Regions from separate parts of the Zea mays genome. Here region 1 is linked to region 2. Evidence: chromatin contacts called from public Hi-C data. All regions are on one chromosome and are shown on one strand. Each heading gives the region's core, a stretch centred on a gene start, on an enhancer-like site or on the middle of the called end of the contact. The rest is flanking DNA. Distances are from core to core; before and after follow the strand shown.

What was found. Hi-C and Micro-C count contacts between places; a contact is called where the count stands out from the background.
Region 1: a contact with region 2 is called in a Hi-C map of bundle sheath, with 2.6 times the contacts expected there. The contact joins two enhancer-like sites. A contact is called at or near these places in 2 of 25 Hi-C or Micro-C datasets (bundle sheath and endosperm).

The regions. Positions count from the first base shown.
Region 1 is chr7:13,378,612-13,384,277 of Zm-B73-REFERENCE-NAM-5.0, reverse strand. No RefSeq gene overlaps it. Among protein-coding and RNA genes, the nearest start is that of LOC103632056, 12 kb to the left of the region's middle. Within about 2 kb of position 2,872, at least 16 of the 20 cell types and tissues checked have an H3K27ac peak or open chromatin away from gene starts, as enhancers often do. A contact at or near this core is called in bundle sheath, where this site is marked.
Region 2 is chr7:12,659,343-12,664,996 of Zm-B73-REFERENCE-NAM-5.0, reverse strand. No RefSeq gene overlaps it. Among protein-coding and RNA genes, the nearest start is that of LOC109940905, 11 kb to the left of the region's middle. Within about 2 kb of position 3,381, at least 19 of the 20 cell types and tissues checked have an H3K27ac peak or open chromatin away from gene starts, as enhancers often do. A contact at or near this core is called in bundle sheath, where this site is marked.

The sequences.
Region 1 (5,666 bases), core at 1,623-4,122, 720 kb before region 2:
GGCAAGTGAATGTAGCGGTGGTTGCTACCGTTTTGACCTGTTATTTCTATCGCCTACACTCTAATATTCAGAATTATTGGATTCTTTCATAATTGAACTTTATGATGATGTTTTACTTGATTGTATTATATTGATGCTCTATCATATATTGATGATGATTATGGTTCGAGTTTGACCCATGAGATTAATTCACACCCATGAAGGCAGATGAAGTATTATTTGAGGTTTGTATTGTATCTGAAGGAAGTGAAGTTTATTGATAAATGCAGCATGCCATATACATTGCATGACTCATTTGCATCTGAAGTTTTGTCGTGACCTATGGTCCGACCGTACCGGTACAACTTAGCATCGTACGTTGCTCGAGGAGGGGTACGATGCGACTTCATACCCTTAGAGGTATGAAGGCAGAGGACATATGCATTGCATTCATTTGCATTCATTGAAGTGATATTTGCAGATGATGTGGTTTTATATCCTCAGAGGTATGAAGACAAAGGACCTACACATTGCGTTCCTATGCATACATTAAAGTGATATTTGCAGGTATTGTTGATGCAGGGAAGTGTTATACAACCTATTGTGGTTGTTCGAGGAAATGAGATGGTATTGGTTATATTGGGACTACTGAGTTCTATATCTACTAGTATTTCTGATCTTAATTGTGATTCTTTTAGAATGTTGATTAATTCATTTTGTGGTTTAAATATCTCGTCAAAACAATTTGCTTGCTGAGATGTTTCATCTCACTCTTGCATTACTCAATGCAAGTGCTTGTTACTCATCAAGGGGAGTGGGAAGTAGCAGCACATTCACCTTCACTCTCACGCTGCCTAGGCGTAGTCATGATTTAATTAGAAGCTTCTTGTCAAAGGATGTTTGTTTTTAAATAGTTGTGCGCACTGGTTAATTTAGTTCATGACGTTATGGTTGTCTTCCCATTGCTAGCAGATTGTTAATGTCTATTATGTTTTCTTATCATGATATCTATTTATGCTTTGTTGCTTCCCCGTTTAGGGCTTGTTCGTTTCTACCCCAATCCATATGGATTGAGGGGGATTGAGGGGGTTTCAATCTCTAATAAGTCAAAATCCCTTCCAATCTGTATCAATCCCCTTCAATCCATATGGATTGAAAATAACCGAACAAGCCCTTATGCAATTTTCAAAGGAGATGCTATCGAAATTTTATATATGAATGTTAGATGTGTAGTTTAGTAGCATTCTGGGGTGTTTTTGGATCCCGGGGTGTTACAATAAAGCAATAGCAAAACTACCCAAGTGATTCAGGGGTAAACAATGTAAAAAGGATAAACAGACTAGGGTGACCTATTGGGTCCCATCAAAATTAAACCTATGCATGAATAAATGACATTAAAGAATATTATTGGGTATAAAAGTGGTCAAGGGCACAACTTGCCTTCAGTGAGCTCCTGCTCAGCATCTTCTATCTGCTGGGCACCAGGATCCTCAGTCACAGGCTCTTCTACTCGCCACAATACAAACAAGCACAGTATATATAAAAATTAACATCACACCAAACATGTAAACAAAATACATAATAATAATCTACACATTAAAATATGATCCTAGGAACATGAATCATTAATTTTGAAGTTATGGATTTTAAATTATGAATTTCTAAAGGTTTTATGTTTTTGATCTATGATTAAGTGAGAAATTAATTTTACTATTGTTTCCATGTCAAAACAGAGACTCTAGGTGATAAACAATAATATTACAAAATTTTAGAAACTTGAATGGATCAATTTGGAGTTCATATGAATTTTCTAGGGTTTAAACAAGTTTCTGCAAATAATTTAATACTAAAACCATTTTCTAATTGATTTTTCTTAGGTTTTCTATTTCTCTGGACAGGGCATCAAATACCAGAGAAGGTAGGGGTTTCGACGTAAGGTTTACATAGACTCAGAAATACTCAAGTCGGACGGCGGGTTGAATACTAGGTTAACTAGGTACTCTTAAGTAAAATCGTGCTTGCGAAGGGGTATCGCGGGGTATTGGCCGTCCGTTCTCAGATCTAGGGTCTAGATTAGATTGGCGCGGTCACAAAACGGTACACGACGAGAACCGTTGGATGCAAATACGACGGGATGATTTTATTATTTTAGATTTGTTTCTATCCGTCCGATCCAGATCAACGGACTAGACCGAAAGCCGCGAACGGGTATGCGATCATCTAATCTTAGTCGTTCACTGACGAAACCAAGACACCCGTGACCCCGCCGTTATCCGCTCCCGCGACCACCGTACTTGGGCGACGGCGCCCGTTCTAACAGCGGCGAGACCACCGGAGTTGAGCCATACGGTGTTACGGCGACCCATTCCCTACCCCGAGTAGCGCTACACAAAGGGAATGACATCGTGAACTATATGGGTAGCTACTCACCCAGAATAGGCGCGGCTAGAGCGGGAATCCTCGGCATTAGCGGCCGTGGCGGAGGAGGTAACTCCGATGATGAATCCACGCACCACCAGCTGCCCACGGACGAAATCGCGCGGCTGAGCATGTCCCGAGCACGGCGCCACGCCCCCGAGTCCGCGCTCCGAGGCCCAACGGTGACGGAGGAGCGGTCTCCTCGGATGCGGCTCTCCCTTCCTCTCAGGTTGGCGATGGAGGCTTGGATTTAGGGTTATGGCGTGAAGAAGTCAACGAGGCAATGGCTACGGGGCTATGGGGTGGAGTCGGTCTGCCTTTGTAGCCACCGTGGGATGGAGTCGTGCCGCGAGGAAACTGGGCGGCTCAACGGCCTACGCCGCGACGTTCGGCGTGGAAGATCTACAGTGGCGAGGATAACACAGCTGACACATGGGTCCCAACGGCCAGCGCGAGCAGCGCGTGTGGGGGAAAGAGAGTCACGGACATGTGGGCCTAGTAGGTCAGTGACCGCGGCAATAACGCGAGCGTGGGGCGAGTGGGTAGCTGACGCGTGGGGCCCAGTAGTCGGCACTTGGGTAAGGTGAAGCGGAGAGGGGCGTGCGGGGAAGGTTAATGGGTCGAGTGAATGATTTGGGCCCATGCGAGTCTCATCCCCTTTCCTTTTCTTTCTCAATTTCTGGTTGGTTTACCTTTTTACTTTCTTGATTTCAAACTTAAATTTGAATTTTGTCATGAGTCTCATATTTGAGCTAAATATTCAACTTCAAATCCTAGTGTAGGAATAATATATTTTTATTTACTTATTTTTTTCCACATAATATTTGTTTTCTTCTCTTTTCAAAATTCTAGAATTTCTTTTAGAATTTAAATTCCACTTTGGGCTTTAATATATTTCTTGTCATTTTATGTTGTCACAAAATGCACACCAAATAAAACCTCAGCATGATGCACAATTTAATGGCATGACTTTTATTAATCCTTTGTTTTTAAATGAGGTGTTCACTTGTGATAATAAATAGAGAGTGCACATGCATAAAGGGATAGTTTCTCCTTTAGTAATCTCTTACAAATTGGGTATTACAAATCCTACCCCCTTAACAAGAATCTCGTCCTCGAGATTTAGGAAGGACTAGGGAAAAGATGGGGAAAATCTATGTGAAGCTCTTCTTCTCTCTCCCAAGTAGCTTCATCTTCTCCATGGTGACTCCATTGTACTTTGCACATTTTAATCACTTTGCTCATTGTGACATGAGTCAGTGTGTCAAGAATCTTGATAGGATACTCAGCATAAGTCAGATCATCTTGAACACTAAGATCCTCCAATGGTAGCTGCTCTTCAGGTACCCTGAGACATTTCTTCAGCTGAGATACATGGAAGACATCATGTACATCCACGAGATGATCGGGTAGTTCCAGTTGGTAGGCAACCTCTCCCACTTGCTTTAAGATCAAGAAAGGTCTAATAAAGCGAGGGGACAACTTCCCTTTGACTTTAAATCTCCTCATACCTTGGATCGGTGACACCTTCAAATACACGTGATCACCCTCCTTAAACTCTAGCAGTCTCCTCCGGGTATCCGCATAGCTTTTCTGCCTTGACTGCGTAGTTCTCAAATTCTCCCTTATCATTCGCACTTGTTCTTTTGCCTCTCGTATAATTTCAGGCCCAAAGAACTGCCTTTCACCAGTTCGATCCCAATACAGTGGAGTCCTGCATTTTCGGCCATATAGAGCCTCAAACTAGAGCTGGGCGTTCGGGTTTACCCGGTATTTCGGGTCGGGTTTTTCGGGTTTTTTATATTTCGGGTTTTAAACATCTAAACCCAAACTCGTACCCGTAATGTCGGGTACCCGTACTTTCGGGTACGGGTTCGGGTAATAACAAAATACCCATAGTCAATATTCCAGTGAAACAATAATAGAGAGCATATAGAGCACACAGTACACATTATTTAAAAATTAAAACAGTGAAACAATATTCCAGTCACAGATTCACTAATAGTATTACTCTCTCTATCACACATAATAGAGAGCAAGAGAATTAGAGAACATAGTACACATTATCCGCTCTCCTCTCCACTTCTCTAGACTCCAGCACGGCAGCACTCGACCACAACGGCGTCAGGCATTCAGAATGGTGAGCAAATTGGCACCGCACAACAGATAACTCACATGGTTAATTCTTCAACCGCACAACAGACAACTCACATGGTTAACTCAACAACGGCATCAGGCACAACTGCAGTAAGCACTGGCGCGCTGGCGCAGGGCGCTGCCACGCTGGCCGCCTGGCCGAGGGCGCTGCCGCACAGCCGCGCTGGCCGCCTGGCCGAGCCGCCGCCGCCGAGGGCTCTAGCTCCTCTAGCGCTGCGTCGCTGCGTGCGTGCCTTGCCTTGCCAGCTTGCCTAGTTGCCGAAGTGTCGAGCCACCACCTCCAGGAGAGGCTGATAGCTAGGGTTTGTTGGTTTGTGGTTGTGCACTCGTGGTCTCGTCTCTCGTGCCGTCGTGCGGTCGTAGGCTCGTGCTCTGGCCTCTGGGAGACTGGGCGTCTGGGCCGTGTGCTCCGCTGGGAGACTGGGCTGTGCCCGTGAGCAGAGCACTGAGCACCTGGGCCGCGCAGCTACAGTGCTTTGGGTAGTATGGGTAGATCAGGTACCGTCGTTTAATACCCGATTAGGCCCGTACTTAATTTGGGTATTTAGTTCTGTTACCCGCTAGAGCTATTTGGGTAACGAGTATTGGGCTATACGGGTACGGGTTTGGGTATTTCGGGTACAAGGCTTCGGGCTCAGGTTTTATGCCCAGTGCTACCTCAAACGGTGACATCTTCAAACTGGCCTGGTAGGTATTATTGTAAGAGGACTCCGCATATGTTAAGCTCTTATCCCAACTACCACCATGTTTAAGGGCATAAGCTCTCAACATATCCTGCAGCACCTGGTTGGTTCTCTTGGTTTGCCCATCAGTTTGGGGATGGTAAGCTGAACTGAAATTCAACTGTGTGTCCAAGCACTCGTGCAGCTTCTTCCAAAACCGAGAAGTGAATTGTGATCCTCGATCTGATATGATCTTCTTAGGCACCCTATGTAGACAAACTATCCGAGTCATATACAAGTATGCTACCTTGGCTCCCGTGTAGTTAGTTCTCACTGGTATGAAGTGAGCCTCCTTCGTCAGTCTATCCACAATCACCCAAATAGAGTCATACCCTGCATGAGTGCGTTGGTAGTCCAACAATGAAATCCATACCAATTTTTTCCCACTTC
Region 2 (5,654 bases), core at 2,132-4,631:
TTGTATGACTGCGCCTTAAGTTTGATCGGCTCCTCTTATTAAAAAATCTCATAATTATTATTATTTTGTATAGTAATATCATTTAGCATAATGGACTTTAAGTTTTGCTTTGATTTTTTCTTAAAAATCAATAAGGTGAGGTGGTAAAATTTTGTAAAAAAATCAAACGAGTTATAAATTGGGACGGAAATTGTAAGTTATTATTGTTATACAGCTTACAACACCTAATTTTGGTGTATACCTAGTTTATGCTTTCTTTTGTTCTTTGTATTCTTGAAAATTATAATCATCTGAGTAGTTTTATTTTTATTCATTTATGGTTTTGGAATAGTGGTGGAAACTATATGATGTTGTCACTAGCTAATTTTTTGAACGTAATAGCAGGAGACGAAGGCAACATCGAGGCCGAGACGAACTCAAACGTAACGCCTCCAGGAAGAGAGTGGCGTCTAGGACGCCAACATCACATGTCCAAGATGGACCGGGCTTTCGCCCATGAAAGACAGAGCAATGTGACGCCCTCAATAAGGAAAGTGATGCACATGAGTGTCACCGTCACCGAGGCGATTGTCCAAAATGCCTTCCAGCACATCGTTAGATCAGAAACTCAGGTCAAAGCATGCAGCCTTCGCCGCCGCCACCGCCCTGTCCTCCGCGCAAACCCCTCTAGAGGGGCACCGAGGCGCATAGCCGCAAAGCTGTGTCAGCTGCCATCCCTCCGGCTGGGCATATGGAACAAGGGAACACCTTGTCGTGTGCGCCACACTATCGCCTACTAGCTGTCGCCGCTGCCCCTGGCACCCGCGGCCATCGAAACCAGCTGTTGCCGGGTGCACCGCCACCGTTGCGCACCAACATGCACCTCGCAAGGACAACCATTGCTAAGGCGCAGATCCAGATCTAGGCCGATGGGGCCTAGATTCGCCGCCACCATAGGAAAGCCACGCGAGCGCGCGACCACTGTCGCCGACGCAGACTAACCGCAAGCACGCGGTCATGCAAGCTGTCGTGGGCCAGCCGCGTAGCGCACCACCACCGCCGCCACAGACTAGCTAAGAGCGCGTAGGCGCCGCCACTGGCAGCCACAGGAGCGCGGCCGTTCCAGCCGTCGTGGGCACGCAGGCTCCGCCACCGCTGCGTGCAGTTGCCGACGTGGGCCAGCCGCGCACACGGTCGTGCAAGCCGTCCCGGGCGAGCAGGCGCCGCCATCGCCGCAGGGCAGCCACGTGGGCGCGCAGGAGGTGCCGTCGTCAGGCCCTCACCTCGCCGGCACGGAAGGAGAAAGAGACACAGGGGCCAGCCAAAAAACCTCGCCACCACCATCACCGTGAGTCGCGCGAGTTTGTCACACCCGGATCTAAAGCCCGGGCATGGACATAATCACCAAGTGTGCTAGGACCAAGTCTTACATATATGATGACTCATGGTACAGAAACGAATGTCACATCTTTACTATATAATAGGAGTTCTATACAAAATAATTAAATAATTACATCATACGAAGACAAAGATCCACCAACCCAAAGTTGACTGGGAGACGACGGCCTAGACCTCTCACGAATCATCACAGCATCCTCCATGCGCCTCATCCTGCAATACCTGTTCTTGACCTGTGGGGGGTGAGACAGCAAGGGTGAGCTCATGCGTTCATCGCTCAACAAGTTGTGGGGAATAATGTGCATGAACTCGACAAAGGTGGCAGCCCAGGTGAAGTGTAAGGCTTACCAAAGAGGATGGTTAAAGTTGAGCATCGCTTTTAAAGTTGGTCAAAATTTTATTAACAGTTACTAAGTATAAGTAGATTCCAAACCAAAGTAATAATATATCAAAATTCATAATAATCCACAATGCAATGCAAATGACAAATTGAATTTAATTCTATAAATTAATCATGCAAGAGTCTTGAGCTGCTCATGACCGCGAGCACGGCTAGTATACCAGTTTTACACTCTGCAGAGGTGGTACCCTTTACCCACAAGTCATGTTACCCATCTGCCATGGGGTTGTACGGGCCCCATACAACTCTACCAAGGAAGCGAGGCAGGGTAACACTACGAGGCATTTACAAAGTTCCACTAGCTTCCGAAAACCCGCTACAGTTTTTAGGAAGAGCAATGCAGGAATCCCTCGTCTGACCACCATCGCAACAAAATCAACCCGAGAACCTTGATACACGCCTACTCCCCTACTACCCTTGCCCTTTCGGGTAAGGTAGTCTTCCACTAGCTATCCTAATTAGTCAACCAAGGGTGTCCCATTCCACCCTTGTGGCGGCACGTGTTTCCCAAGTTAAGCTTGATGTTCCAATTAACATAATGGTCTTATCATGAACAGAAATAGAACAATAATAATAAAGAATGACGATGTGTAATAGTTATCTAACCACCCAAAACCATATATAGCGCAATAGCAAAGACTACCCAAAAGTTTAGGGGTAAGCAAGGTGTAAAGATAACCAAACTAGGGTGACCTATCAGGTCCCATCAAAATTAAGCCTATGCATGCCAAGATGATTATAGAGAACATTATTGGGTAAATAAAAGTGATCAAGGGCACAACTTGCCTGGGACTTGAGATTCCAGGTACTAGGGTGATCTTCAGGTGACTCATGACCTCACTACTAAATGTAGTAATACAAACAAACATAGTATAGGCAAAATTAACATCACACCAAATATAAGCACAAGATGCATAATAATAATTTCTGCGTCGCTACGAGATCGTGGGTTCGAGATCCACTACATTCGGAGTTACGGTTATAAAGTTGTGATTTTTGGAAGACCTACGTGATTAAGTATTTAACACTAGGTTTTGTGTTGATTCCATAAAGATAATCCAAAGAAATAACTAATTCAACTTTAATCTTGCTTATAACTTGACTAGCGATCAATTCGGACTTTAATCTTATTTTAATTAGATTGCAAATATAGGCAGGTTAGCTTTTAGTAGAAGAGTCACTTTAGTAAACATAGTTTAAATAAATATCTAACTATAAAAGTATGAAATATGATATAACTAATATTGTTACTGCGTAGTAAATATTTATACGAAGCTAATGCAACTTGAACAGATCAATTCAGAGTTAAAACAAAGGAGTTATGGATTTATAAATATTTTTCTAGAATTGTTTATATGCCAAAAATTCATTTTCTCATATTTAATTAAAGACTCCGGAATAGGGGCACTATTCTACGAAAGATCAGGGTCAAATCTATAAATTCCGGGACCCAACCGCAATATTCTTAACATAGTCTTGGACGGGGGGCTGTTTTGAGAAAAATGTGGGGTTTCTTTAGCAAATTGTCCACACCGAAGAGGTATCGGCCAGATCTGGTCGTTAGATCAAAAACCGACCGCCCAGATTACATCGTCCCTTAAGTGAACCGATACAGGCTCACAACCATTGGATTTCAGACCCACGGTCGAGGTTTGTCCCAGCGATTGACTAATCTACACCGCTCCCATTGGATCCGATGGTCACAATTTCCTAGCACGAAGGGGTAAGTGGTGATCAATCCTAGTCACACAAACGTCTAGATCTTCATCTCCTACCCCCGGTCGGCACTGGGTGGCGGCGTAGGCCTAGGGCCACGGCGGAGCCCCACTGGTGTAAGCCCCATCGGCGATTCCAAGTTCCAAACCCGAAACGGATATAGGATAAACGATTAGTAGAACCCATTGAATCCTGCGTGGGAGGACTCACCGGTGATTATGCATCAAGGGTCACGACCACAATGTGATGTGGTGCCACGGCGGTCGCCATTGCCCCGGTGAGAAATTGAGCGGCTCACGGTCCAATTCCCGGGGTGGGAAGACCACGGGCATCATCAGGGCGCTACTGTGATTCCCCAGGCCAACCGCCAAGGTTGGAGCTCCACCCAATTCATGAGTCAACCATGGCGGACCCAATCACCCTCCCCCCGCTCGTCGAGCATGGCGGTGCGAATAGCGCCCATGCCCCCATGGCTCGCATCATCGAAGCTAGCCAGTTGTGGATGAGAGGTGGGCGATGACCGGGCACTTATAGGCCGAAGGCCGGGGAGTCCGCGAAGAGTTTTGTTAGTGATGAAGATCGCGGCGGAAATCTCGTGAGGTTTGCAACGAACCAAGCTGGATGCCTGGATGAGCGATCTGACGAGGTAGCCCCACCTGACAGTGCCCGCGAAACCCCGAACACTCCAGCGGAGAGTCTGCCACACGGGCCCTATATGTCAGTGCCAGCGACGCGTGCGTGTGGAATCGGCTTGGGGATGGGCCCCGCTTGACGGTGAGTACCGAGCGCGCGCGTGGGCCGCCAGGTGGGAAAACTGGGTCGCACAGTGGTGTTTGGAGTACTGGGCCCACCAGTCGGCGCTGATGTTTTCCCTCCCCCATGGGCCGCGCGGTTTGTTTGGGCCAACATGTAATCAGGTCGCACAACTGCAAGGGAGAAGCAGAGTCACTGGGCCGGGAGAAGGAGATGGCCCAGGTGCAGGTTACTCTTTTATTTTTTTATATTTTCTATTTTATTTCCATTTCTATTTATTTTGAACCTTTCCAAATTCAAATTTTTATTCTAGGTTCAAATTTAAACTTCAAATTAATCAAAAAGCACACTCAAAATCCAAACTCCAAATTTATGTTCAAATGCAACCATCCAAAATATCGGTATAAATGCTAAGTGTGTCTATATATATATATATATATATATATATATATATATATATATATATATATATATATATATATATATATATATATATATATATATATATATCTTTGATTATTTTATTCCTTTGTTTAGGCAAAAGCTCAAAATATGACATGCACACACTTATTTCATTTTAGGAAAAATATTACTTTTGAGTATGTAATCAAACTTCAAGTTAACTAAAATTAATATCCATTACCTTACTTACTTAGGGGAAAATAATGTATTCTCTTTTACCGAGAGTCACTTAATCTTGAATATATTTTTATTTAAGAGCATTCCTTAAATTTCATGAGAAGAATAACTTATCTTACTAGATTGAAGGTATTTCTATTTTATCTTATGTTTACCCAATTTCTTAGTATTATTTCTTATAAAAGACATAGAAGGAATACATGAACTCCTAACTCATTTTTAGGGTTTATAGAGTTCCTCGGCGGCTAGCTCTGGCGGTGGCGAGACAAAGAGGGTGTAATGTCTCGGTGGCCGTCGTGACAGGGACGAGAGGGAGAGTAGGAGACAGCGGCTAGGGTTTCGCCACCCGTGTCGCCCGGGAGGGACCTGGGGGCCTATGTTCCACTCCCACAGCTCTAACCCATCACCAGCTATGACTATCTAACAGTTCGAGTACACTTAATATAGTTGAATACTAGGACTAAATAGTTGTTCTGAATTTGCTTTCATCATTGCCCACTTACCTTTAGCTATTGTTAATTGGTCTTTTGGTAGTCCTTGTTTCTCACATCATTAAAAATGGTTGTGCCTATTTACAATATGTGGATGAAACTGTCTTCCTTCTTTAGGACAACCCGATTTAGGCAAGGAATCTGAAATTTGTTTTGGTCCTTTTTTAGCAGATGTCAGGCCTCAAAATTAACTTTCACCAAAGTGAGATCCTGTGTTTTGGCAAAGCTGAAGAGAGGAAGAACTTATACGCTGAAAGCTTCACTTGCCCTATTAAAAA